7 separate regions of the Mus musculus genome follow, and regions 1, 2, 3, 4, 6 and 7 are each linked to region 5. A link is a contact called in public HiCAR-type, HiChIP or PLAC-seq, Micro-C, capture Hi-C and promoter capture Hi-C data. All regions are on one chromosome and are shown on one strand. The core of a region is the stretch at or near the end of the contact, and the rest is flanking DNA. Distances in the headings are between cores, read along the strand shown. Region 1 overlaps Dram1 (DNA-damage regulated autophagy modulator 1). Region 2 holds the start of Washc3 (WASH complex subunit 3). Region 3 holds the start of Dram1 (DNA-damage regulated autophagy modulator 1). Region 4 holds the start of Btbd11 (BTB (POZ) domain containing 11). Region 5 holds the start of Nt5dc3 (5'-nucleotidase domain containing 3). Region 6 holds the start of Parpbp (PARP1 binding protein). Region 7 holds the start of Cry1 (cryptochrome 1 (photolyase-like)).

What was found. Promoter capture Hi-C pulls out the DNA fragments that hold promoters and counts their contacts. A called contact is a pair of places that touch in the nucleus more often than the background predicts. HiCAR-type assays count read pairs that join an accessible place to other places. HiChIP or PLAC-seq counts read pairs in DNA pulled down with a chosen protein or histone mark. Capture Hi-C pulls out chosen DNA fragments and counts their contacts.
Region 1: a promoter capture Hi-C map of hippocampal neurons shows a contact between it and region 5, with 6 times the contacts expected there. The contact joins the enhancer-like site here to the promoter of Nt5dc3 in region 5. A contact is called at or near these places in 3 of 39 promoter capture datasets (the 3T3-L1 cell line, hippocampal neurons and liver), 1 of 484 Hi-C or Micro-C datasets (cortical neurons), 1 of 115 datasets of contacts at active chromatin or transcription factors (astrocytes) and 1 of 9 other capture datasets (embryonic stem cells).
Region 2: a contact with region 5 is called in a capture Hi-C map of embryonic stem cells, with 5 times the contacts expected there. The contact joins the promoter of Washc3 here to the promoter of Nt5dc3 in region 5. A contact is called at or near these places in 6 of 39 promoter capture datasets (the 3T3-L1 cell line, the C10 cell line, embryonic stem cells and 3 more), 1 of 484 Hi-C or Micro-C datasets (CD4 T cells), 1 of 115 datasets of contacts at active chromatin or transcription factors (embryonic stem cells) and 2 of 9 other capture datasets (embryonic stem cells and liver).
Region 3: a promoter capture Hi-C map of hippocampal neurons shows a contact between it and region 5, with 6 times the contacts expected there. The contact joins the promoter of Dram1 here to the promoter of Nt5dc3 in region 5. A contact is called at or near these places in 2 of 39 promoter capture datasets (embryonic stem cells and hippocampal neurons) and 2 of 115 datasets of contacts at active chromatin or transcription factors (embryonic stem cells and trophoblast stem cells).
Region 4: a Micro-C map of embryonic stem cells shows a contact between it and region 5, with 5 times the contacts expected there. The contact joins the promoter of Btbd11 here to the promoter of Nt5dc3 in region 5. A contact is called at or near these places in 2 of 484 Hi-C or Micro-C datasets (CD4 T cells and embryonic stem cells).
Region 6: a contact with region 5 is called in a HiCAR-type map of astrocytes, with 4 times the contacts expected there. The contact joins the promoter of Parpbp here to the promoter of Nt5dc3 in region 5. A contact is called at or near these places in 3 of 39 promoter capture datasets (the C10 cell line, hippocampal neurons and pre-B cells) and 2 of 115 datasets of contacts at active chromatin or transcription factors (astrocytes and pancreatic cancer cells).
Region 7: an H3K4me3 HiChIP or PLAC-seq map of stem cell-derived neural progenitor cells shows a contact between it and region 5, with 4 times the contacts expected there. The contact joins the promoter of Cry1 here to the promoter of Nt5dc3 in region 5. A contact is called at or near these places in 1 of 39 promoter capture datasets (pre-B cells), 3 of 115 datasets of contacts at active chromatin or transcription factors (astrocytes, stem cell-derived neural progenitor cells and thymic regulatory T cells) and 1 of 9 other capture datasets (adipose tissue).

What each region holds. Positions count from the first base shown.
Region 1 is chr10:88,325,962-88,328,661 of GRCm38.p6, reverse strand. The region is part of intron 5 of Dram1 (DNA-damage regulated autophagy modulator 1); the gene reads left to right. Among named protein-coding and RNA genes, the nearest start is that of Gm51779, 9.5 kb to the left of the region's middle. Within about 2 kb of position 1,296, at least 25 of the 459 cell types and tissues checked have an H3K27ac peak or open chromatin away from gene starts, as enhancers often do. A contact at or near this core is called in hippocampal neurons, where this site is marked.
Region 2 is chr10:88,199,817-88,202,516 of GRCm38.p6, reverse strand. Washc3 (WASH complex subunit 3) reads right to left here and starts at 1,420. Exons shown (of 7, transcript NM_026070.3): 1 at 1,225-1,420; 2 at 607-705. The coding sequence starts at 1,275.
Region 3 is chr10:88,355,702-88,358,401 of GRCm38.p6, reverse strand. It overlaps Dram1 (DNA-damage regulated autophagy modulator 1), which reads left to right and starts at 1,327. Exons shown (of 7, transcript NM_027878.2): 1 at 1,327-1,610. The coding sequence starts at 1,480.
Region 4 is chr10:85,385,547-85,388,246 of GRCm38.p6, reverse strand. Btbd11 (BTB (POZ) domain containing 11) reads right to left here and starts at 1,433. Exons shown (of 17, transcript NM_028709.2): 1 at 1-1,433. The coding sequence starts at 918.
Region 5 is chr10:86,777,636-86,780,335 of GRCm38.p6, reverse strand. Nt5dc3 (5'-nucleotidase domain containing 3) reads right to left here and starts at 1,331. Exons shown (of 14, transcript NM_175331.3): 1 at 1,025-1,331. The coding sequence starts at 1,226.
Region 6 is chr10:88,145,611-88,148,310 of GRCm38.p6, reverse strand. Parpbp (PARP1 binding protein) reads left to right here and starts at 1,370. Exons shown (of 11, transcript NM_029249.2): 1 at 1,370-1,815. Nup37 (nucleoporin 37) reads right to left here and starts at 1,319. Exons shown (of 10, transcript NM_027191.2): 1 at 1,239-1,319; 2 at 1-149. The coding sequence starts at 87.
Region 7 is chr10:85,183,777-85,186,476 of GRCm38.p6, reverse strand. Cry1 (cryptochrome 1 (photolyase-like)) reads left to right here and starts at 1,423. Exons shown (of 13, transcript NM_007771.3): 1 at 1,423-2,163. The coding sequence starts at 2,006.

The DNA of each region.
Region 1 (2,700 bases), core at 47-2,546, 1.5 Mb before region 5:
TAGCGCTGGCTATCCTGGAACTCACTGTATAAGCCAGGTTGACCTTGAACTCACAGCAATCCACCGGCCTCTACCACCTGAGCATGTGTGCCACCACTGCCTGGTGTTTGGGTTCTCTTAAAAGCAAAAGGTCTTTTTTTTTCCCCCTGACTCTTGAATCTCTTGTGTTCAGGGAAACTGGTCAGTTTGGGGAGCCACCTTCTGCCTTAGTATGTGTCAGTGTGGCCAGAGTGGATAGATGATGCTCGGGACACAAGACAGATGAGAGAGAGTAACAGGGGGCTTTTCAAGGGGCAAGAAGAATGTCTTCAACCGAAACAAACAGGAAGACAACTGGGCCAATGGAAGAGCCAGACTGTGCTGGGCTGCTCTCAGACAGTTCTCATGAACTGAGTCTATGGGAATGTCCAGGAGCAAGCACAGCTGTGGGGAAGTGGGTCCCCAAGGAGGCCTGGAGTTCAATGGGCAAACAGTGGCCGTCTTCTGCCAAACATAACACTTTGAAAGTAAGAACGATTATGAATTGAAGTCTGATAGTGTGTTGTAGAACCACAGAAGCAATAGTTAATTCCCACCTCAGGTTAGGGCATGGTATCTATCCCAGAGACCAAGAGAAGGACATTTTTTAAAAAGGGAAATAGTTGTTCTTGGCGGACATAGCTGAGCAGTTCGAGGAACAAGGGTCCTGGATTTAAGCAGAAAGAAAGTGTTTTTTCAAAAAAAAAAAAAGTTTCAGAAAAATGTTGGGTGATAGGCTAACGCTAAGAGGTGAGAGGAAGGGTGTGGGTGCATTGATGGGCAGAGGAACCGTGTGATTAGTGCAGGAGTTTTCAAAAAGCACCCAAGGTTCTCAATGGAAGCCATCAAGACAGCTACGGGGATAATGCTGAAGGAAAGAATTCTCTGGCTAGGATTTCTAAAAGTGTTTTAACTAGCTTGTCAAAAGGTCACAGTGCCCTGCCTGAAGGATGCTCTCTCCTCTGGTCAAGGAGACTGACATGGATAGAGTGAGTCTGGGTGTACTTCAATTCTCAGCCACTAGGTGACAGTGTTTCACCACAAATAAAGTGCAATCCAGGGTTTAGCATGCTGAAAATCCGTTAGCTTCGTCCATTTTCTATCTGAAATTGTAAAAAGGAGCAGGGTAGGGCGGGTGGCTCATGTTTACGATCCCAGAACTCCAAAGGCCAAGGCAGAAGGAGCATGACTTTAGGACCAGCCTGGGCCATGTAGAGAACTTGGCCTTAACAAAAAGAGCATCGAAGTATCTAGTATCTGGTTTTCTCTTTACTGAAGCCCTCCAATGCTGCCTTCTGTTTCCAGTACCAATGGCTGCGGAGAGTAGTAGTTAGGCACTGACCTGAATTCCATGTAGTATATTAAGCTTTCTTTATATTATACCCTTTGTATCAGCATGCCTGAAGGGGAGGGTGAGGATTGTAACTCTTTGCCATTCATATAGCTAATTCTGCATTTATACACAGACTAGAGAAGTTGGGACTCTGATTCCATGCCCTCTGTATCATGTGGCTCAGGCTATCAGGTTTGGCCGCAGGGCCTTAAACATAATGAGCCATCTGCCATGCTTACCCTTACATAGTCTTTGAATATTTGTGTTATGTGTATGTGAGTGTGTGTTGCCTTCATGTAAGCATTCACGCCATGTGCTTGCTTGGTGCTCTCGGTTGGAGGCAGAAGAGGGTTGGGATCCCCTGGAACCGGAGGTGCAGACACTCGTGAGCCACTATGTGGGTCCTGGGAAACAAGCCCTGTCCTCTGCAAGGGCAGAAGGTGCTCTTAACCTCTGAACTGGCTCTATTGCTCCTTTTTGTAAGCCATCTTCATTGTCCAGGAATGATCTGGGTGGGGTAGGGTATGACTGCTGCTGGCACCAACAATTAGTGGGCGCTGGTCTCTGTCCTTGATCGGACTGGCCGTGCTCTCCTCAGTTGTGACCCTGGGTGAGAACAATAGTTGGAGGTGAACATCTGTAGAGCAGAGTCTGACGTCATCCATTAAATCTGTGGACGAGCAGAAGGTCGAAGAAAAGGGCCATCGTCCTAGAACTGACTTGTTTACTTGACAGCACGGGCCTCAGACCAAGTGTCTACAGACTAGGCATATAAGCAGATCAGAATGCAGATGAGGGTAAAGAAATACTTAGAGAGTGCTTTTAAGTAAATTATAGTGTTTTAAAAAGCAGATGAACATACATACGTACATACATACATATATACATGCATGCACACATGCAGAAAAGGAGATGGGAGGGAAGGGGACACACACACACACAGACAGACAGGTAGACAGACAGAGGGATACTCATGCATATATGGGGGCCTTTTTTACTTCTGAAACAGCATTGACATATTATTTTCCTATTTTGTGAAGATGAAGTATGTCGGCTAGAAGTGTAGTTCAGTGCTAGAACACTTTCCTCGCTTATGCAAGGCCCTGGGTTCAATCCCCAACGCCACGGAAATAAATAAATAAATAAATAAATAAATAAATAAATAAATTTCAAATTAAATAAAATCAAGAGAAATGGAATCAGCTGATAAAACATGGGCTTTGACCTTGTCTAGCTCAACCTCCACCTGCTTCATCGTTTCTCAACTCCAGACGCGGCTGGCTCCTGGCATCCTTTGTCTCCAGAGCCATCGGAAGCATGATGGGTCTCTTGCTTCTGGCATTTGCTCT
Region 2 (2,700 bases), core at 171-2,670, 1.4 Mb before region 5:
CTAATTTGTTATTTCCTTTCTTAAATTCAGTTTCAATATATATTCCCCATTTTCCTCTAAAATAAACAAAAAACAAAACTTTTTGCAAGCTCAGGAGAGGTTCCTGGACCTGGCACCTAATTCTTATCTATGTACTTAATTATCACTTCATGATGTATCCAGTTATTTGCAGAAAAGTATTTTTTGAAACATGTATCTCTAGGCTGCCTCCATGAATCCTTTTTGGCACAAAGGATGGAAAGCAATTCGATATAAACTCGAACATACATTTAAAATGTAATCTCTAGAATAGGAAGATGAAACAAAACCTTTCAAATAAAAAAAAAATTCCACTGTGAAATTCTGGAATTCCCTTTGTTATAATTACAACAAACTTGGCTGAGCTATCTCATGGAAGCTTCTAGAATACTAATTCAGTTGAGACAGCGCACAGGACTTATGGGGACAGAATCAGAGATGCTAAGGCCTTAAGACATTTGAATTTCATGGCAAAGTGAACACACGAAGGCTGTAATTCTTGTTTGACTTCATTTGACTACATTTGTCACCACGAAAGACGGAAGGCGACTTCTCGGCCGCTCCATGAAGTAGTAGCCCGGGACCTACCTCCTCACAAACTGCGGAAAACCGGTTGAGAAACTGCACAGTGTGCACCACAAACTGGTTTAGAAAGGCCACGGTTCTTTTCTGTTGAATAGCTGGCACCTGTGTCATGTAAAAAAGCAAACACGATTCTTACAGGAGAAACACACTCTCTGCAATCCTTTGGATATCTGGATTTCATAGAGGGGGATGGATGGTCTTTGCCCTGGGACATGTGGTTCACGAAGGGCTAAGAAGAGTCGCTGATTTGTTTTTCTGAATCTTGTGTGAGTCAAACACACACACACACACACACACACACACACACACACACACACACACACGAGCAGCTAGAGAGTCGAATAAGAGGTGAAGTGTCAGAGGTGGTACTATCTCCAGACTGTCAACCTCGGGCGTAGAGACACGTGATGTGGGGAGCAAAGGCTGCGTGGCACACCAATTCTTTTCTTAGCCCAGGAGGGACCCCTTTCAAAGTGGACTGCAGGGCTCCCCCCATTGCCCAGAGTAGGAAAACAGGGGCCCGGATTGGGCCTGGAGAGGTGGCGTCTCCCTGGGAACCAGGGCCCCTTGGCCAAGCCTCCTTCCCTGTTTGTCGGACGCTCAAGTCGGTCTTTTACAAACCTTGGTCAGGTCTATGCCTGACCCCATGAGAGGAAGCCCATCCTCATCCATCTCCTCAGCGGATGGGGACCCCGGGGCTCAGGCACAAGCTCCTCCCAGCCCAGTAGAGAGCCCAGACTCCTTTCCCAAGTTCCTGCCTTCGGGGCCTTTCCGGAAGAAAGCGCGAGTGTTCACCATTCAATGGGTGGCTTCAGAGAGGCCGCCCCGCCCCCTCGCTCTCGCTCAGCATTCTGGGATTGGTAGTTCATGATTCCGATTGTAAAATTGGGCCGGGGAAAAGCTGCTGATGAGCAGGTTTCACAGTTGCTGTTTTAGCTGTAAAATCTGAAAAAATCTGAAAAAGAAAAGGGGGTGGGTGGGTGGGAGTGGTGGAGTGAGGGAAAGAGACGGAGAGAGAAATAGAGAAAGAGAAACAGAAAGAGACAGATTCAGACAGACAGAAACAGGGAGACAGACGCAGGGTTGGGATGAGGTCAGACTGGGAAAGTTAGAAGCTGAGCTGTATCCGTTTTGAGATTTTAATTGCTTAGTCCTGTTACAAAACAAACAAACAAAAAAAAGATCCATAATTCACTGAAGAGCACTTCTCTTTTTGTGTAATCCTACTAAGTGCCAGATACTCTGTTAGCCCTTGTGAAGTCTAGAGAAGTCTGTCAGAACTTGTCTTCAGCCCTGGCAAGCCTCATGCACTGGAGATCCGTTTCTAAGGGTGTTTGTTTGTTTGTTTTGACATAACATAATTTCAAGCAACAACTGAGACACACAGCTGTGAAAGTGACTGCACTTACGTCATGTAAACGATCTTACACCTACAGTATGAAGATTTTGGTTCAGAGTTTGGCTGCACATTTTACCAGCGATGTGAGTTAGGGCAGGTCACCTAAGCAAAAGTAAACCTTTTTATTGTACCAAAACAAGTACTGAAGAAGTGACAGGATCTCCTCTGCTACACTAGTCAAAGGGAGGACATGCAGAATTTTGATGTGCAAAAGTTAGATGGACGTGCAAACAAACTCCTGTGAAAGTTGTGGCATTGCAAATTAGCATGTACAAACACTTGTAGATCCACGAGTACATGCACACCACATGCAAAGTGTGCGGTTCTGTGGATAATAGGAGCTTCTAAGTTGTACAAGAAGAGGAAGCCGACTTTAGTATCTACTTAACATTAAGAGCAGTTAAGATGACAATCTGGAATAAACCTTTGTCCAAACAAAGGTACAGAGACATGAGGGCATATGGCGTTTAAGGCAAAGGAAAGATTGTTTGGTGGTGTAAGTAGAAATGCCCAGAAGTGGAGAATAATGAAACAAGGCAGAAGTAGACACAAAAGCTGACGAAGGGCCTTTTATGGCAGAAGAAGAGTCATGTTTTTCTGAATGGGATTCGTGAGCTTCTGTTTGGGAGTGCTTCTTAAAACGCCCACTCCAGGGCCGGGCGTGGTGGCGCACGCCTTTAATCCCAGCACTTGGGAGG
Region 3 (2,700 bases), core at 78-2,577, 1.6 Mb before region 5:
AGCCTTTTTGGGAAATGCCTTCAGAGACACATCCATGGTGTGTTACATTAATATTCTAGGTATCTCCTAATATCATTAAGTTGGCAATTGAAATGAATCATCATTATGCTGGCTTTCCTCAAAATTAGCATATTCATTGTAATTAACAAAAATCCCTTAAGTAGTCTGCATTTGTCTTTGGGTATACAGCTTTACCTTGTATCTTAGTCAGGGTTTGTATTCCTGCACAAACATCATGACCAAGAAGCAGGTTGGGGAGGAAAGGGTTTACTCAGCTTACACTTCCACATTGCTGTTCATCACCAAAGGAAGTCAGGACAGGAACTCACAATCCCTGTAGGCTATTCCCTAGCATGGTATGGCACACAAGGCACATTTATGTGGCTGAGATGAACCTGTATTAGGTCATCTATGGCCAAAAGTGGGCTCAGAATTCCCAAACTATAGCTCAGACCCGCAGAGCTGGCCAGTGCTTCAGGAACACCAATTGGTTTGGTTTAGGTGGTGTCTGGCTGGGTGGATCTGAAATGGATCAAGTCATCTTGTCTTGCTGCTAGGAAATAAATACTCCAAGTAGAATTGGTGGGAACAGATATATACTCCAAGTAGCTTTTGGTGGGTGGGCCAGGGCTGGATCCAACCCTTTCTGTCACTTGCCTGAATTAGATCCTTTGTCCATTCTAGGCAAGTGCTCTACCATTGGGCTAAATTTCCAGCTCTTTAGAGGGCGGCTCACTAAGCTGCGAATTCAGACCTTGAACTTGTGATCCTCCTGCTTCAGCCTCCTTAGTAGCCAGGCAGCAGGGATGACAGACTTGTGCTATCAGGCCTGGTTACTATGCGATTTGGCTTTCCCGCTGCTTATCACAAAGGTGTATGTGACGTCCATGCCCAGTGGCCCAAACACCACTGAGCCCCTTTGCCTGAACCCCAGAACCCATAGCGGGACCCGATGGGGTGCGCATCACTGGTGGCCAAGGCTCTGGAAGGAAGCTCAGTGGGTGCTGGAGAGAGAGGCTCAGAGGAAAAACCCCCAAGGGAAGGAGGAGCTGGGAATCCAGCCAGTTTGGCGGGACTTGCCCAAGAGCTGGCCAGCCTCGCGGGGTCCCGCGTCTCCCGCCGCACCCACCCGTCGCTGTATCAAGCAAAAGCGAAAGGAAGCCGAGCGGTCCCGCGTGGCGTGGCGTGGGCGGGGAGGTGGCTGCGCGCTCTAGCTCCGCGGGACCAGGCTGCCGCTTTGTGACTTCACCGGTTTCGCAACAAGCCAGGACCGCCCGCGCCCCACCCACCCGGCTGCCCGTCCGCCCTCCGCCCTCGGGTCTCTGAGCGCTTCCCTCCCTCCGGGGCTGGGCCTGTCCCGGCCGTCCCGGAGTCTCTGTCCCGCCGCGCCGTTAGCTGTCTGTGTCTTGGCCACCGCCTCCAGGCAGTCCGCAGCAAGCCAGCTTCTTGGTCCGACGAGCTCAGCGCCCTCTCACCGCGATGCTGTGCTTCCTCAGGGGAATGGCTTTCGTCCCCTTCCTCCTGGTGACTTGGTCGTCCGCAGCCTTCATCATCTCCTACGTGGTCGCGGTGCTCTCTGGGCACGTCAACCCCTTTCTCCCCTATATCAGGTGAGGGGCAAGAGGAGCGTGAGGGAGGGACCAGGTGAGCTGAGAGGGAGGGAAGGCGTGCAAGCCAGGCATGGGTAGTGGAAATTCTTGAGGTAGTGGAAAGGTGTGACAAGATAATCTCTGGGATCCCCGGGCAAGTTTAGAGAGTCAGGAAGCACGTGTGGGTTCTGCCTTTAATGAGAAACAGTGCTCAGAGCCGCGCATCAAGCAGACAGCTAGACAGCTGGTGGCACCTTTAGACCTGGGGTATGGGATAAAATCTTGGGGAGAGCCTTCTTTGGTGACACTCAGACAAGGAGAGTTCCTAAGATACCATTTATTGTAAGTAGATCCAGGCATGTGGCAAACCGCTCACTTATTTCTCTTCCCAACAACTCCTGGCTCCTCCCCTCCCTCCCTCTCCCCCTCTCTGTCTCTGAGACTGGATCTCCCTATGTAGCCCAGGTTGGCCTGAAGTCTAGGGTGGTATACACAAGTCTACCTTCTTCTGCTTCTCTAGTGCTGGGATTTAAAAGTCTTCACCACCACAGGGGGCTCATTTCTAACAGCTAAAATTTCTTTTCCATGAAAGAAAATGGAGGTTTAAACTGGTGGAGATACACCAGTAGGTCATTGGCGTAAAAGCAACCCTGGACCCCTTGTGCCAACAGCAGCACCTTTAGGATGGACCTGCCTCATACTCCTCTGGACCTGGTGCCTCTAAAGTCAGAGTCCTCAAGTTGTCAAAACCTGTGAAGTTTCTTGCCCTTATTTATTACTTTGTTTCCTACTTAGTCTCCGTCTTTCCTGAGGGTCCTTTATCCACAGCTGGGACAACAGCTTGATCCTCCTTTTTTGTTTATTAGATATTTTCTTCATTTACATTTCAAACCCTATCCCCAAAGTCCCCTATACCCTCCCCCCACCCTGCTCCCCAACCCACCCACTCCTGCTGCTTAGCCCTGGCATTCCCCTGTACTGGGGCATATGATCTTCAAAAGAAAGGCCCTCTCCTCCCATTGATGGCCGACTAGGTCATCCTCTGCTACATATACAACTAGAGACACGGCTCTGGTAGGGGAGGTACTGATTAGTTCATATTGTTGTTCCA
Region 4 (2,700 bases), core at 184-2,683, 1.4 Mb after region 5:
GCTGGCTGCGCTGCAAGGGCCACCGCTCGCCGCTCCCCCTCCCGGAGTCTCGCGCTCCTTATCCGCTGCAGGGGCTCCGGGGCCTGAGCCGGGGCCTGGGCCAGAACCGGAGCTGGAGCCAGGGCCAGGACCGCTACAGCTACGAGGTAGCCCGGAGGCCAACACCCGCGAGTAGATGTCCCGGAAGAGACTCTCCATACAGGCGGTCAGGTAGATGGCGGCATGCTCGTGGATGCGCAGCGCCACGCGGCTGTCCACCATCCAGCGGTACACGCGGCCCACGGAGAAGGTGAGGCCGCAGCGCGCCGACTTGCCACGGCCCAAGCGGTCGCCGCCAGCGCTGCTCATGTTATAGAGGGACAGCGCGGCCAGCGCGGCAGCGGTGCAGTGAGCCGCCAGGCCCCAGGACAGTACGATCTCCATGGCACTCTGGATCTCGTACTTGGTGCACTTGGCGAAGCGCAGGCTCAGGCGCTGCGCCTCTTTAGCGATGCGCACTAGAGCCCGGCTTACCAGCATCGAGAGCTTGGCCAGCGCGTCCTTGGGCAGGCTGCCGGGGACCGCTGGGCCTGCCCGGGGATCCCGCGAGCGCAGCAGCAGCAACTCCAGTTCCTGGAGGGTCCAGGGGACCTCGTCGAGGTCCGGCAGCAACCGCGAGCAGTGCTGACCGGCGCAGTCCAGCCCCTCGGAGTCTTCCACCAGGGCAGTGTTGACGGTGTCAAAGCTGTTGTGCCGGCTGTGCATGGAGTCAGCTAAAGGCGGCCAGCAGCTCCCGCCATACGGGGACGCCGGGTGAGAGTCAGAACAGCACAGAGACAAGTTGGAGGAGCGCACAGAGTCCGCCGCGCCACCATAACCCGAGTCCAGCGTCAGATCTTCCAGCGTTCGCACCACAGGCTTCTTACCTCTCCTGGCCATCGCTGCGCCACTTCATGCTGCAGCCGCCGTGGAGCCGAGGGGAAGGAAAGGCAAGGATCTGTGGGCACCGGGGTCCTCGGGGACAGCGGGGCTCCACGTCGCCTAGGCTCACTTTCCCACCTGGCGTTGCCAGCAAGTGTCACTACTTTCGCCTGTCTCCCCGAGCCGTCACCACGGGAAGATACACGGCGGAACCTGAAGTCATCTTCTGGAGTCGGGGCCAGAGCGAGGGCGCACTGAGCCGCGAGCCAGGCCGGGAAGGAAGCTCCCGCCAGGACCCGCGCCTTTCATCCAAAATAAAAGTGTCTGGTCCTCTCCTCCCTGGGACCAGACGGATGCAGAAGCCTCCGAGAGCCGGCCACAGTGTCGATAGGACCTAGATCGCCCCAGATACGGCCGCCGCAGCTCGGCGGGCTACGGGCTCCCCCGGCTCCGGGATCCGGGCCGCGGTTCTCTTGAGCTCCCGCCCCGCACTAAAGCGCTGTAGCCAGGCGGCTGCAAAACCCTGCTGAGCCCCAGCAAACCAAGCAGTCAGAGGGCGGGCGCATGCAAAGCAGGGCCGTCGAAGAGCCAATGGAATCGGGGGATGCTAATTACTTAGGTTTTTTTTTTTTTTTTTTATTCCTCCCTTCCATGCGGCCCCGCCCCTCAGACACGCCCCCCCAGGCCTTGACCAGGGCTGCAGCTAGGAGGGATCCGCGGCCTAGGTGGAAGCCTGGAGAAGAACAGTCATCCTGCAACTGTAGCTTCCCTAGTTTCTGCTTTCGAACTATCGACAAAAATATCATTTATATCGTTATTTGTTCCACTCTGCGGTTCATAAAGTGTTTGTCCGAGGGTTACTTTCTGCTTTGGCATTTTAGATTTCTCTTTCCCTCCCACCAGCCCATACAAGATGCACGTTTCTCCTCCCTCTTCAGGCACCCTGACTAATTCAGGCGGGTGCCGCTTCTCAGCCTGGGTTTGCTCCAGCATGGAAGGAAATAAAACAGGAAAGTAGTGAGGGGGAGACTGATAATTGCCACTGGGAAGCGAATCTCTAGCCATAAACCACCTGTCACCAGGACTTTCTAGGTTTGTTCGGCAGACAGGAATCTACCCTTAAGTTCCAGGGTGTGTGTGTGTGTGTGTGTGTGTGTGTGTGTGTGTGTGTGTGTGTGTGTTCCGGCCACTCTGTGGTTCTGGTGGACAATGCTCTAGACTGCTCAAACTTAAATTTGTGCACAGGAGAATATTCTTTTCAGCTAAAGAAAGATACAAAATATATGTGTGTGTCTGCTGCATTTCTGTGTCTAACAGCATCATTGCTTGGCTATTTGTCTATCTCTACCTACCTTAGGAAAAACCTTATTCATTCAAAGATTCCTACCTCCCTTACACAATCCTATTCCTACAAGAAGCCCACCCTGATCTCCCAAAACTATCCTGGGTGTTTCCACCACCCCACCCTCTTCGATGGCTTCACATTTCTGGGCCCTTGTCACGCTGGCTTGCTACTATCTATTTATTTGTCTGGATCCCACATTGGGCTAGGGAGTTGTGGTAAATGTATGAGTCGACAAGGGAAGGACGTGCTTTGAACTGCTGGTTTGAACGTTCAACTGTGGCTGAAGGGATGTGAGAAGACACTCAACATCACTGGCCATCAGGGTAACTGCAAATCAGAACCATAAGGAGCTGCCAGCTCATGCCTGTTAGGATGGCGATTATCAGAAAGTCAAAAGATTACAAGCATCAACAAGGGTGTGGAGGATAAAGAAGAGTGTACTCTATTGGTGAGAA
Region 5 (2,700 bases), core at 82-2,581:
GAACACACAGGAGACTCATGACTTTAAGGCCTGGAATACACAACCCATCTCAAAACACTTGCCTGGCCAAAACCAATAAGCCACTCTTTCAAAGAAGTCTCCATTGCTTACACCTCGGAATGTGTTGTGAAGATATTCCAGGTGGGTTTTGTTTCACTTGAACAGGCATGTGGCCAAAGATGCAAATGGAAATCCTACAAAAACGTTCCCTCACCAACCCCCTTCCTCATGTAGCACCCTCCCCAAACCACCCCCTCCCCAAATCCCAGTGTCCTCTGACAGCTTCAGTGTCTGTGCTTCACTGGCCCTTTACTCCAGGTTCCAAACGTTTGACTGCAAGAAGCACAAAGCAACACACAGGACAATGGATTCCCGACCCTGAGTCAAAATCAGTTTTTGCTTAGGCCCCTTGCTCGCCCTTCCCGTCTACATAATGGACATGACCCCCTCCTCCGGAGGCTATGGGCGATTCAGAGTCGACATCAATACCTGATACTATTATAATCTGGTTCCTCTTTCCATTCCTTCTCCGATTCCCTAACCGCCCAGCCAAGCTCTTTCTCAGTTCACCTGACCACAAGTATTCCTCTTCTCCTCGCAGAGGGCGGTGGATAACCAGACCACCCTCCCCTTTCAAACAGCACATTTTATCTACTCCACCCTGCAAAAGGGAGACCGGCTCATCCTCCTGACCCAGTCGCCTGCGCTGGAGCCTGTCTAGGACAGCGCGGCAGCAAGCTGGGCTGCTACTACCATTCCCAGGGTGAATGACACCTAACGGTGTTTGGGGGAATGTCTTCCTACCGACGCCCTTGGAACTCTCGCAGCGGCCCAGAGCACTTGCGATGTACACTCCAGATTTAACAATCCCCAGGTATGAAATAGCTTCCCCGGCGGGGGAAAGCCAAAAAAGAGTTGCGAAGTTTTAGAGTCGCCTTCCCCGCGGGGGCCGCGCGACAGAGGCAGGGTGCGGGGGACCCGAGGGGTCCTCGAGTGGGCGGCGCAAGCTGGGACACGCACTCACCGTCCGTGCTCCTCTTCGCCTCGTGGTAGCGCGCCCACAGGTAGCTTTTCATGTCCACGGCAGCCGGGGCAGCCGGGGCAGAGCACAGGCGCCGAGCGCAGCCCGAGCGCGGTCGTTCTCGAGCCACGGCCCCGCCGCAACTCCGCAGCCCTGCCGCCGCCCTCGCCCCGGCCCCGCGGGCCGCCGCTGCCACCGTGGCCATGCTGCCTCTAAGCTGCCAGTGGCACGGATGGCCAGCGTCGCGAGGCTCCGGGACGCACGCCGGCAGTTCCTACGTCTGAGCAAGTGCCGGCGCGGCCCAAGAACCACCCACGGTGGGGCGGAGCCGGGGGCGAGGCTGGGGAGGTGGGCGGGTTCTAGAGGGAAGCAGGAGGCGGGGTCAAGGATTAGGCTAGGAGCTGCGGGATGGGTGGGGCCTGAGCTGGGTCAGGGGCGGGGCCTGGTTGGAAAGAGGAATGCCCCGGCTGAGTAAAGAATAGGGTCTAGAGAGAGAATGAGTTGGACCATCTCGATTGCGTCAGAGGCAGAGTCAGGGACCGAACCTGGGGAGACAGAGCCGGGGGCCTAGGCCAGTTAGAGGCTGGGTCAGGTGTGGGCCTGTGGAAATGGAGTGGGACGGAGTCTGGGTTGAGTCAAAGGCGGAGTCAAGGGCGAGGCCTTAGAGAAAGCGGGTTGGGCGTGGCCGGAGCTGCCAGGGCTCAGCGCCCGGTCGGCTGCGGTCACTTCCTGACCCGCGAGGCAGGAGGGGGCGGAGGGTGGTTGAAGTCACACGGGCTAGGATGACTCATCTCCGACCCTATCGCTGCCAGCAAGACTCTGCTCTACCTTCCTCTTGCCTTCCGTGGCGGGCCCCAATTCTGATTGCACTGATGAGTGTACGCACTATCCATCTCTGATCCCAGTCTCTGGAATGCGACCCACTCCGTGTCAAAGGCTTCTGCAGGTATCTCCTGGATCTCAGGTGCCTCTCTGAGACTGCCCTGAGGCTGAGCTTGGGCCTATCCAAGAGTTGCCCTTTAAAGAGTTGCTGGGCCGAGATTACACTCGAGGTCTAAAGTCGTCTGCAAGATCCTGCCCCTGAAGACTCCCGATAAATGTAAATTTCCTTAACAGTGCAGGCCTCTGGAAAGCCGGGTTCCCACCTCCAGAGAGGTCCTCCGGACATGATTAGCAGTCTCCTGCCCACGCTGGCAGCACGCTTGGTACCTGTTCCACTCACTTGCTTAACTGCACTTATTCCATGCCGCTCCTGCGGGACTTTCTATCACCAATTCAAGACCTACCTGAGAAACACTGGGCCCCAAGAAATTCCCAAAGTATCCCATGGTGACCACTGAGTAGGGGGGGGCGGTTATAGTGGGAATGGCTAGAATAATGAGAGGACAGACAAGGCACAGTGTGAGACAACCCCAAGCATTAGCGACTCAAGTTGTGGGCTGGAAGAGTCAGATGTTTTTGTGGAAGGTGATGACACTGGAGCTAGTCCCTGACTGATAATGAAAACCATTAATAGAAAGCTGGCTGTATATTTTATCGCATACACTCTTCCCAGCTGTCTTAAAAGGAACGTACCGCGTCTCTCCTTTAAACACAATGAAACCGAGGCACAACAGAGGTGAGATTGCTTGCCTATCGTCACAGAGCTGAGTCCCCTCTTCTGTTGGGTGGTAGGGAGG
Region 6 (2,700 bases), core at 121-2,620, 1.4 Mb before region 5:
ACTCTCAAAGGGATTAAATTCTACCACGTGCACATAATCTTCGCAATCCACGGTGTACGCAGCATTTCTTGTAGCATCTTGCTTCATCTTGTATCCCAAAGCTGGAGCAGTTGTAAGAATCAAATAGTTGTTTATTGCCTGTCAGGAAACTGTGGATCACAAACAAAATTTACAAAGTGTTTGTCATTCAACAGAAGAATCATAATGGGGCTTGGTATAGCAATGTCAGAGCCAGCTCAAAAGAGAAGTCTGCTTATATTAACACACACATGAATAAATTTAATACAAATAGAGTCCTAAGATTATTAAGCAATAGAGATGCAGCACTATTTGTAGTTGGAAAGTTGTACTGACACTGTCATATGCAAGAGTACCATAAACGCCGGTACTACCAATAGTCCCTTCTTTGCCTATGAAGAAATTTGCCAAGTTCGTCAACAGGTTGAGGATTTAAAAGATTTAGCATGTGTTGGGCCTACATGCTAGAGAAAACACAAATACACACACCTGCCTATCTCAGGACTATGCTACATTATTTGTTCGAATTATATGACCTTTAACATTCTAATTTGACAGACCACCTGAACTATCAAGGGTCCGATGAACTGGAAAGTCCCACCCCTGCCTAAAGACACATGGAGTCCAAGAGCCTTGAAGGATAATATCAGGTAGCAATAGTTATAACCAACCATTACCCATGCAATAAAATAAGGAGATTAAAAAATACAGGCTCTGGAGTAATGTGTGATACTAACGTTATTAACACCTGTCACAATCCTCAACTAATTTGTCTCGAGACAGGTAGTGTGTACTGTAGAAATAGCATTCTCACGTGCAAATTAATTTTTACTTTGTTGTTAATGAAAAGGAGGCACCCTAGGCTAAGAAAGAACACGTAAAATCCTGAGTTATCTGCTGAGTTTTTTCAGATTAAGTCCCATCTCAGAGAGACTGGACACATGTTACGCGGGACCGGCAGGTGAGAAGACCATAGAGCAGAGAGGTATAAGGCATGCAGGGGACTTGAGGTCCGGATTTGATGGCAACCCCTGACCTCCAGGTCTTTAAAGCCCTGGGTCAATATTCCCAGGGTCCCTGGAGTTGTGTCCCCCACGCGTCGCCCGAGAAAACCCACTCCCACCTCGCGAGGTCACAAGGAAGAGCTCTGGAGAACAGGGAAGCGCCCCTGGGGAAGCAGCACAAGCTGGCGATCCCCGGTCACCGCACTCGATACGCACCTAAAGCAGGGGAGGCGACCTGGGCAAGGCTCTCCCGACCATAGGTGGCCAGGGCGTGCGCCCGCTCTGCTTCCGGGTCGGAGGGCGAGCGCGGCGATTGGTTCCCAGGTCGTGCCGCGAGATTTGAAAGGGACGCCGAGGCGATTCAAACCTCTGCCTTCCGGCGTCCTGGCTGCGCTGCTCCTCCCTCCGCTTGCACCCAGCCTGGGTCACTGGACGAGGTGGGTCTGGTCTCTTCTGTGCCCCCGGGTCGCAGTTCCAGTGGGCATTCGGGCTGCTGCTCTGCGAACGCATCTCGGTGACAGCGACGTGCCAGCCAGTGGCGTTGTCTGCGCAGTGGCTTCGCCCCGACTTCACGGTGTCCCGTGGAAAAAAAGACGCTAGGGCTTCGGCAAGACCGAAACCCATCAAAATCTTCTTTTAGTCCGTTAGATCGGGGATCTGGCACACGACGAGTGCAGGCTTCTCAGATTTTCTGTCGTTGCATCCTTCAGAGGGCCATTCCGGACCAGGCAAGAAGAATAACTGTCACCTGTCATCTTTTAATGGAGATTTGCTAAGTGCTGGCAATAAGGAGGTTGGCTATTTCCTTCACTGGTGCCTTATAATTCTGTTAAGTAGTCCCAATTATGGACGTGGAGAAATTTGTGGTAATCACGAGGTACAGCTAATGCAGGGGTGTGGTGGCAGGGATAGTTAGCTAAGTGTGGTGCTCTCTCACTTTACCTTCCAGCGACAACTACCTGTCTCAGATTTTCTGCTCCAGTGCACTTTGAATCCAGTTTAAAAGCAAGAGTTTATTCCCTCTGACACCTTCTGTTTTGTTCATATCCAGCGTCTCATCGAGTCTTCACAACAGGCTGGGAGGTAGAACAGAGGGGGCGGCATAGTCCTGATTGCTTTGTGACCATTCTTATACCTGGGCAGCCAGATCTAAAGTTAGGTAACCCTGGAAAAGCTGGAACTACAGTGGATATTGGCATGCCAGCCCAGATGCCTGTTGGTGAATAGCCAGATCTAGAACTAAACATGGTTTTACATGTTTAAATGGTTGATGGAAAAAAAAAATATTTCAGGCAAACTAATCATATCACCCATAGCTCATGCTTTTGTGTCTTCTTCAATTTTGTTTTTTAAGAGATAAATAGGAGATAACCTAGGTGCTCATCAGAGAATTGTGAGTGAGGCCTGGGGAGGTGGCTCACTGGATAAAGCGCCTGGACAGCTATGAGGACTGGAATCCAAATCCCCAGGGCTAACGGAGACACTGGTGTAGTAGTCTGCTTGCAACCCCAGTGTGCTAGAGGTGTAGACAAGTGATGCCGGGGCAAGTCAACAAGGTGGAGAGCAGTGGAGAAGACACTCAGTGTCAACCTTGGGCCTCCATACACATGTGCTTACATAAAGGCGAACATATACACACAGCAGACTTGTAAAAAGAGACACAGAGAAGACTGGAAGT
Region 7 (2,700 bases), core at 174-2,673, 1.6 Mb after region 5:
TCTCCATAAATAAATACATAAATAACCCTGGATGAATATATGCACATAGGTGATGCTAGGACTCAGGGATAAGAGCAAAACCAAGAGCCATCTTCAGTTACACAGCAGGTTCAAGGTAAGCCAGGGCTCCGCGAGACCCCGTCTCAACAAAAAGGGCATTGTATGTCTAAGGCATGGCCTGTAGGTTATGGCTAGGAAGTCTGGTAAAGATGCACATGTGGCCCTGTGTTCTCATTAGACTTCAATTGCTTTGATAAAACATCATGAGCAAAAGCAACTTGGCCAGGAAGGAAGGGGTTTGTTGCCGTTTACAGTTAATAATCCATCGTGGGGAGAAGTCAGGGCAGAAATTCAAAGCAGAAACCTGGAGATAGAGGGCTGAAGCAGAAGCCATGGAGGAAAGCCGTTTTGGTTCCCTGTGGCTTCCTCAGCCTGCTTCCATATACAACCCGCCTAGGGCTACCAGCCTAATGGTGGCGCCACACACACTGGTCGGGTCCTTCCACATCACTCATTAATCAAGAAAGTGCCCAGACTTCCCTACAGGCAACCTGATGGAAGTCTTTACTACAATTAAGGTTCCTCTTCCCATTTAACTTCAGTTGAAGAAAAAAAAAAAAAAAAAAAAAAAAAGCAAAGCAAAAAGCCCAAAAACCTAATCAAAATACCTTCTAAACTACACTTCATGTAATAGATTAGAGTTGATAAATTGACGATGTATCTACAGTATTATGAAATGCTGAATATCTGAGATCGGACCTGTCTTCTCCAGAGCTTGGGCAAAGGTGCCCGCCCCAAACAGTAAAAAAGGCTAACGGCGTGATTTCTGCTCCTTTCAGAGCAGGGGACTCCGATTAACACCTGATTGAAGCTGGGTGAGAGGCAGGACTGTGCCTCGGTTGCCTCTCACCCAGCCCAGCAATAACTCTCAGGGCACACGGAACTGGCTTCAGACCTTCCACACAACCCATAGGAAGAGCCCTGGGCGCGCTCCCGCGTCCTAGCCTCTTCTCTTCCACCGCGAGAGCGCAGCGCACGCGCGCCGTGCCCGGCAGAGCGCGCGCCCGCGAGCTCCCCGCAGCCCCGTGCTCATCCGGGTCCCCGCGAGCCTCGGCCAATGGAGGCGGCTCCCGGCCCCGGGAGCAGAACTATGCCTCCTCCCCCTTCTCGCGGCCTGTGGCCCCCGCGAGCGGCCTGGGGCTCAGGAGACCCGCAGAGGCTGCGAGTCCGGATCCCACGCGAGAACTCAGGTCGTGAGCGCCCAGCGATCGCAACCGGTCCCGAAGCACCGGGCGCGGCGGCGCACGCGGGGGTCTGAGCCAGTGTAGTAAACACACTTCAGAAACGTGAGGTGCCGGTGGTCACGTGGGGTGCATGCCGCCCAATGAGAAGCCGGGGGCGGGGCGGAGGCCGCTGACGCGGCGGAGTCACCCGGGCAGCCTCGGGACCGGTGACCGGCAGGCGAGCGTCCCGCGGCCTGGAGCTCTAGCCCGCGCTCTCCGAGCTCGCTGCCCACTCCGGGACGCACAGGCCGCGTCGCGCGGAGGCCGCGTGAGCTCGTGTCCGTTCGTGGAGGCCGCCTCGGGCGCGCCACCGTCTCCTCGCGGGTCGCCTCGGTTGGGCGAGGTTTCCGTGACGAGCCTCCCGGGGCTGCTGCGACCAGCTCGGGCCGTCGTGGCGGCTCGGGCCCCGCGCGCTCGCTTGCGCTCCGGGGGTCTCAGGCCCTGGAAGGTATGCGTGTCCTCCGGACGCTGGGCGCGGGCTCCTGAAGGACGTCGCGCGTGGATCCCGGCGCCTCGGCAGCCTCCATTCATCTGCCAGCTGCGCGCTCGCCACCTCCGCGCCCCGCCTCGGCGTCGCCTCCTCCCGTCCCCTCTCTGCAGCCCTTTCCCCACTCCTCGGGTGAGGAGGTTTTCTTGGAAGCGCAGGTGTCGGTTATGAGCCCGGCTTCCCTCCCTTGAAGCTCTCGGTAGAGGAAGTCGGGGTGACCCGCCGCGCCCCGAGCATGGGGGTGAACGCCGTGCACTGGTTCCGAAAGGGACTCCGGCTCCACGACAACCCCGCCCTGAAGGAGTGCATCCAGGGCGCCGACACCATCCGCTGCGTCTATATCCTCGACCCCTGGTTCGCCGGCTCTTCCAACGTGGGCATCAACAGGTGGCGGTGAGTCCGAAGCGCTTGGGAAATCAATCGATCGCGGTGTGCGCGAGTCGGGTGTCGATGCGTTAGTGTCAGATCTGAGATTTGGTTTTAGTCCAGGGACCGAATTGCCTACATCGTTAAAGAATTGTAGATGTGGTCAATATTAAATAGTACAGACTTAGTAGTAGAGATTATTGACGACCCTGAAACACTTTAGCTTTTACCGGTAAGTTATGTGTCTGTGTTGATGGGAACGCCTTCCCTGATTTGCGAGAAATAACTAGGAGGAGAATTAAACACTCCCAGATCATAATGGCCTTGATATCTTAGGCCTCCGAAAGGGTTGTAATCTTTAATGTTGACGTGTGTGTCTAGGTAACTCATAGTGTGGAGAAAAACCATTCATTTATTATAGCGGGCTCCGGATCCAGCTTTCTTCCCCCTTGAGGTTAGAGGAGGAAAAGCAAGGGAAAGAATTAGCTGGTTTCCCAACTCTCTCTCTCAACTCCTCCTTGTGGTTGACAAGACAAAGCACAGTTTTTCTTTCGAGGCAAAGTA